Regions from separate parts of the Danio rerio genome. Here region 2 is linked to region 1. A link is a contact called in public Micro-C data. All regions are on one chromosome and are shown on one strand. The core of a region is the stretch at or near the end of the contact, and the rest is flanking DNA. Distances in the headings are between cores, read along the strand shown. Region 1 holds the start of dna2 (DNA replication helicase/nuclease 2). Region 2 holds the start of rufy2 (RUN and FYVE domain containing 2).

Region 1 (3,619 bases), core at 516-3,015:
ACACCTTTTTATTACTGATTACTTTACATGGCATAATGTACTGTTGTATTTTTTTTATTAAAGTCTCTCACATCTGTAAAGCACTAACAAGTTGAAAATCAGTTTAAAAATCAGTTTTCAAAACAGACTGACATCCTTGGAGTCCAAGATGGAAATAATTTTTCAGGCATCAAAACCATTTTCCCTCCATTCTTTAAAACATGTCCTGCCTATTTTTTGTTTGTTGTGTGAAACTAAATTAATGATTAAGACTATTATACATTTCACTTGACATACATTAAAATGTTGGCTAAATATTTATAAGCAAGAACCATTTGATGACATGTTAAAACGAATCACAGTACAGCCACAAAATAATATATAATTGTTAATCTATAGATATATGGTTAAATATATAACCATATATGTTGTTTATTTTTTCATTGAATTTTTTCTTTTTTAAACATTTAGTTAAAGATTTGCACTGACGGAACAGTGGTATAGGTGTCTCATGTCATCATATATAATAATATAGCCATAGGCTTGTAATTGAAGTATTTTCTAAAGAGTAAAATTGACCAAAAATCCATAAATTAAATAATAAATATATATAAATAAATAAAAACAGTTTTTTATTAAACATTCTCCAAAAACTCCCATAGCGGATTCCAGTTATGCCAGAAATCATTCGATTTCTGACGCAAGTCATAAGTCGGTTTTTCTAAATAGCAATCTGATTAATTTTTTTATTAACAAATATGCCAGAGCAGATCAAAAGCCATTTTCTTCACTAAAATTAGTTCCACAAAATTGCCCAATACATTGGATAACATTAAGCAAAATAAAAAAAGCAAAAAAAAAATTGTCTTCTTCTTTTTCAATTGTTTTAGCATGTCAAAAAGATCAAGTCTTATCCTGCCATCCTTAAGAGACGGTTCTAGAAAATGTCGCAAAAAATTATAGAAGTTGTTATTTGGGAAATTAAATTCCTGTTTTAATAACTGAAATGATTTCAGCCTCCTGTTGTTAAATATCTGATTAAATTTGTTGATTAATCCAATTCCAAAATCCCTGTTTCCATAAAAGGAAACCAATGTTCTGAATAGGGGGTAGCTCGAGATTCGAAATAGGAGATTTTAAGGAAGGAGTATAGGAGAGATTCAAATACTTTTAACAGCATCTGGATGCAGCCTTTATGATGCAAGCTGAGATTGCATCCCTCAGAGATGCAATGTCAGACACAATGCACTCAATGGAGTTAGTAACATCACTGTAATGCTTTCCATGCCAAGAGTGTTCGATACTGAAAAGATGATAGATACCGAGTCAAGTTTAAATCTATGTTGTTTCATTTTTATGCACAACCTATAATAAATAGGCCTATATTATATATTTATGCCAGCTGAATTGTTGCATTATTTTCACAAACGTTATAAAACACTAAAGTAGACATTATTTAATTTTTTTTTCTTTTTATGTGTACAAAATTTTGACAAAACCAAACAAATGCTAGCAAAACATGTTAGCTTTCAACAACGAGCCTCATGAATAAGCGTTTGTTTGTTGTCTTGGTAATCATAAATTTATCTCTCGTTACAAAAAACAACAACGATATAATTGTTGGTTTTGTTGTTTATGTATGATATAATGATCACTGCAAAACGACTCGACTGACTGATAGGACTGTCACTGGGTGGCAGTGTATCTGCAATGGCGTTGGAAGTTCCGCAAACAAGAAACAACGAAGAAGAAGTTGCTTATCATGTGATGTTTATTAATTCTACGCGGGAATCTGTTTCACTGCACAGATGAATCAAACGTTATTTACGCCAGCAATTGCATTTAATTCATGTGAAAGTAACAGTTACGTTCAGATGTCCGTCTGGCTGTAAGAATAACGTCATCAGTTTCTGGACGAAGTTCATCTTTTAGAGCAGCTTTACAGTGGTGTGAGATGCTTAAAGTTTTTGAATGAGTGTTATGCTTTTCTGCAAAGAACAAAACGCCTTCAGTCGTTTTATTCACATACGTCTACAATGATGAAGTGCAAATCCAGCCGATCATCTGTGAGTATTTAATTCAGTTCGTTTGCTGCTATATTGTTAGATGTTTTTAAGTTGTGAAAATCGGGTTGCCTTAACTAACATCTTCCTTTTAATCTTAGATGGTCAGTGGAGTTCAATCAAACATTTCTTCCTTTTTCCTCTCAAAGGTAAGGACACGACTGACAGGGACAGTTCACCTAAACATTTAAATGATGATACGTCATCATTATTTACTCACACTTATGTTGTTTCATACTTCAATGACTGTTTATTCTGTACAGCACAAAAGGATGTTTGAAGGTTAGAGACCGATAGCTCTGATCACAATTCACTTTCCTTACATTTTATTTATGAAAAAAACGTTTAACAGTCAGTATCCCGGTATTGTAATTATTGCTCCAAAATATATTCTTTTTAAATTTCTTGGTAAAAAACAAAACCTTTTTCCCCTTTAAATTCAATATATTCTTTTTTTTTTTTTTTTTTTCGAAAGATTTATGATATTTTGGAGCAGTAAACATGTCAGACCATATAATTAAAATGAGTCATTGACTTCTGCTGTCTTCATTTGTTTCAAAAACAAAGATTTCTGTACAATTTAAAATGGCATCTTTGGATATTTTTTCTGCTAGAGATACTGTTGTCATAAAAAACAAAAATGTAAATAAAAAATCTTACAGATACTTAGGAACGGTATTACAGAAAATGTTCGCTGTTTTAAAACCTTGAATTTTCCAAACCACAGTAATATTGAAAACGGTTAGCGTCCGATGCCTAGACAGATATGTTCACTATCCCAAAATATTTTAAATGTTTCTCAAAATAAAATATGTTGTGTTCAAAGGGGGAAAATTATTATTATTTTTTTACCCAGACATTTAAAAAGAACATATTTTAGAGCGGTAATCACAATACCGTGAAACCATGATATTTTTTATTAACAGATATTTATTATCAAACCGTTATCTTAATCCGGCCCATGCTTAAACACAAGACATTTTTTAAAGCTTTTTGAAAGAAAGGGCTGTTTTTTTTTTGTTTGTTTTTTAATAAAAATAAATGTACTTTTTATTATTATTTATTTTTTTAGAAACAGCATTTATTAGAGTAATTGGAGAGTCTGGTGCTATTTTCATATTTTACAAATGGCAGTTTATTTTAAACACTAGGTTAGTTCAAGGTTTTAAAATGCATTCATTTCAGCATTTAACTTTTTTCTCAATTAATTTTTTGTTTTTTCAGGTAGCGGTAAAGTCACCTAAAAAATGTGAAGTAGGAATTACAAGATCCCCTGTTTCTTTAAAGACTGGGTTTGTGAAGGACGAAAATGTTCCCTGCTCCCCAAACCCATCTGCTGTCCCAGAGACGCCTGACAGTCTGAGAATCGAGAGGCCTTCAGACACTTCATTTGAGAAACGCTCACCTGTTTCACGTGGTCTACATACTAAAGGAGTCAGGGGTAAACCTAGCCTGAATGCACGAAAGCTGTTTCAGCCACAGAAAAACAGCAGTTTAGAGTCAGAGGACACTTTTGAGTTCAAGAATGGCGTAAGTCACTCAGGCTCCGTAAAGAGGTTGTTGCACAGCACTGAAAA
Region 2 (3,619 bases), core at 606-3,105, 97 kb after region 1:
GATGATTGAACAACAAAACAAAAGTAAATATGTCTGAACATTGAAGAGCAAATTTTCATTTTAGTCATTAATTACTCACATGTGCATTTTATTGCTGTACTGTATGCCTTAGTTTCTGACCACAAAATAATTTTAGTAAATCTTATCATTCTCACGAGTCTATGATAGAATAGCGTTAAGCTTTGGAAAAAGAAGAAGCAACAGTATCACAAAAGGGTGTCATGTTCTAGGATATACAAGAGTTTGGTGGAAAACACTTTTTGTGCTTGTGCATGTCTCCTTAGTATTGCAGTTCATTTTGCTTTGCCCAATGCACACAAATTTGTATAACATTAATGTTTAAATTAGTTTATACGTTTATCTCCAGTTGACAGTGACAATAATATGAATCTGATAACTTGCTTTTCTGATGTACACAACAGGTATATTTGCCTCACATTTCTACTAATGTTGTTTTCTCACAAGGTCTTTGGCTTTGCACTAAATAATTGTTGCATTTACGCCTTAACGCACAATTGTGCACAAAGACCAATGGTGGAGATCAAGGTTTTGTGAACACTCACTCACTCGATATACTCCAGTTTAATTCCTGATTTATCAAGTCACCACAGCAAAACAAAACAACTACTGACATATTTTTTATGCGGTGGATGCCCTTCCCAGTACTGGGAAACACCCATACACTCTCACATGTACACACACCTATAGACTTTAGTATATACGTATACAGCCAATTTTGTTTACTCAATTAAGTAGCCTCCTGTCCCAGCTGGGACTAGAACCAGCAAACCATCGGAAACCAGCCACCTTTTTGTTAACACAATTTCAAACAGATTTTACAACAATATTGGAAAGATTTTCCTAACCCCTACGGTGTGTGCATCACTTGGGCCTAATACGGTATGTGCATTTTATTGGATAAAGCATTTCTTAAAGCATAATGCTGATAATGAATGCATGCAACCTTCTTCATTTATATCACAGAAAAATAAAGAAGACAACATCAGAGTGAGTAATAAAGACTCAAAACAAACAGTAGGAATTCAAACATCAACAGCCTCAGCTCACAACCAGCTCGATGGTGCCGAGTCTGCATTATTCTCCTCATAGACTATGGGTGTCACCACCACTCTGTTCTAGCTACAAAAGCATAGGTCTGCAGTTCCACATTGTGTATTTGAACTTAATATTTTAGATTTGTGAAAGCTTACCTTGACTGTAGGCCAAACGCTCCATACTTTCACTATGTGTGATGCCCCATCGGTGAAGACTCTGAGGGGAATACATGACTGCCACTCCAAAACCCCCTTCAGGGTCTAAATGAATGAACCTGTTTTTCAGTGAACACAGACATACAACACTTTATACCCAATGAATAAGTCACATCAAATGCAATCCTTTCTGTTTAACAGAAGAACCAATAATCAGTATAAACATTCATATTCAGATATAAAATAAAAGCTAACGTTCACACAGCTGCTTAAAAATCGCTGACCTAAATCCAGCTCTTAGCTGAACTCAGTCACAACCTCAACACGTTTCTGTTGTTTTTCTGCTGATCTGCTCTCAATGTCTGGCTATCATATGACTCTGATTTCCTGCACCACTGTCCCTGCCTCACATGGGAGGATTTGCACATACACATTCAGTCTGTATAGACTCAACACTCCCTAAGACTTCAGTGCAGTAAAGTAAACATCTAGATCTTCTAACCACAGCACAAACATCAATGCTTTATCCTATTAGTTGAGCAACCAATCACTTCTGCTTTAAAATGTAAATCTCTGAATGATGTTAAGCAATATAATATACACTTACCCCCAGTTAAACCCACACCCTGTGCTGGTGTTGTTCTGGTACTTCTAGGTGTAGAGATCTGACCAATGTCTGTTAGTGGAGCAGCTCCATTTGCTGCATTAGCAGCCAGTGGGGAGGAGATGTCTCTCGATGGAACAGCTGAGTGCGCTGGGTGCAGGGCAGGGGAGGCGGAGCCACAGAGGGGGCGGGGTGTTTGGGTACAGTGGTCAGCCAATGAGAGACGAGCTGCAGGCTGATGAGGAAGTGGGATTCTGAATGATACTGCATTCACTGCTAGGAATGAGGAAAGGGATGCAGGGACATGACTAATATTAATAGACACAATGCTTTTTAGCACATTTTGCGTGATGCTATTGTGGAAGTGCAGACTCACTTCAAAATAAAATAATAATAGAAAAGTGAATGTAAAATATGTTGCACTGAAATGGCATTCAAGTGTATTTCAAGTAGTTCTGATGTTTTGAATGGGCTATATGGAAAAAAGAGTCCTAAATAATGTATTATGGTGTCCTCAAAATTATTAAGCAGAACGTCTGTATTATTGATAGTAATTATTATGACAAAAAATGTTTATTAAGCAACACATTCAGCATATTATAATTATTTCTGAAGGATGGTGTGCCACTGAGGATGGCTTAATCATGTTGAAATGTTATCTTTGCAATAATTACAAAATGATTTATTATAAACGTGTTTTATTTATTGGTATATTCGAAATAGTTATCATTATTTAATATATTATTATATGATTATATTTTATTAACCTATTGTATTACTCTACATTACTGTTTTTACTTTCAATTAAAGAAATTCAGTGTTGATGAGCTTAATTTTACTTTAAAGAATAAGGGTATAGGCTCTGTTTAGAAAAAAAAATAAAATTCAGTGACTTAATAAAGTACTAAAACACCCACTATGCTGTATCTTTAACCAGGAGATGGCGGTGTTCTCCAAAAAGTGGATTTTGCAATATTATATTAAAAAACTGAAATTTCTGTCATCATTTACTCATCCATCACTTGTCCCAAACGTGTTTGAGCTTTGTTGAACGCAATAAATTATTTTTGGAAAGTGTTGGAAACTTTGAAATGCATGGTAGGCCTATTTGTTTTTCTTATATGCAAGTCAATAGTAACAAGTCTAACATTTGTCAAAATATCAAATTTTGTGTTCAACAGAAAAAAGAAAACACATAAAGAACTATGTAAAGGTAAATAAATGGTGAGCGTACTGTTTTTATTTTAACTACTCTGAACTTGAAGTAGGAAAGGTCAGATGGTATGACCCACTGGGTCAATCTTATGCTTCAGTGTTCATAAAAATCATTATTTATAATTAACATAATTTTTTCTTTACTACTTCAGTCTACAAATTAAAATAATGTGTGCTTGAGGCTTGATTGAAGTCTTTACGAGTGGTTTTTAATTGTGGTCTTCTTTGAAGAATGAAGCAAAAGTAGTAGGTTGTTATGAGAGGGCAAGCTTTCATCTGATTTCGAAGATTTCATCAAGGTGAATTGAATGAACCTGTCTGCACCTTTCATGCAAACAAAATAATTATTAGCCTCAAAGCTTATGCTGAGATGTGGCAGATACCGCTTGTTCATTGTATAAAAATAATCCAGGCTTATACTCATGGCTCATAAGAACAAACAAAAATATTATATTGCATATCAAGTAATCATAGGGTGTGTTACATAGGAAGAAATGTTGTACGACTACATCTAGACAAGTGAAGGTCATCGTTGACCACTATCACAAAGACAAGTTCAAAACAGCTTTAAAAAAAACAGATCAATTTT

Evidence for each region. Hi-C and Micro-C count contacts between places; a contact is called where the count stands out from the background.
Region 2: a Micro-C map of caudal fin shows a contact between it and region 1, with 5 times the contacts expected there. The contact joins the promoter of rufy2 here to the promoter of dna2 in region 1. A contact is called at or near these places in 1 of 18 Hi-C or Micro-C datasets (caudal fin) and 1 of 4 datasets of contacts at active chromatin or transcription factors (embryo).

What each region holds. Positions count from the first base shown.
Region 1 is chr13:25,973,716-25,977,334 of GRCz12tu, forward strand. It overlaps dna2 (DNA replication helicase/nuclease 2), which reads left to right and starts at 1,766. Exons shown (of 23, transcript XM_682882.10): 1 at 1,766-2,045; 2 at 2,144-2,191; 3 at 3,267-3,619. The coding sequence starts at 2,016.
Region 2 is chr13:26,070,624-26,074,242 of GRCz12tu, forward strand. It overlaps rufy2 (RUN and FYVE domain containing 2), which reads right to left and starts at 1,856. Exons shown (of 19, transcript NM_001105681.2): 1 at 1,819-1,856; 2 at 1,212-1,330. The coding sequence starts at 1,287.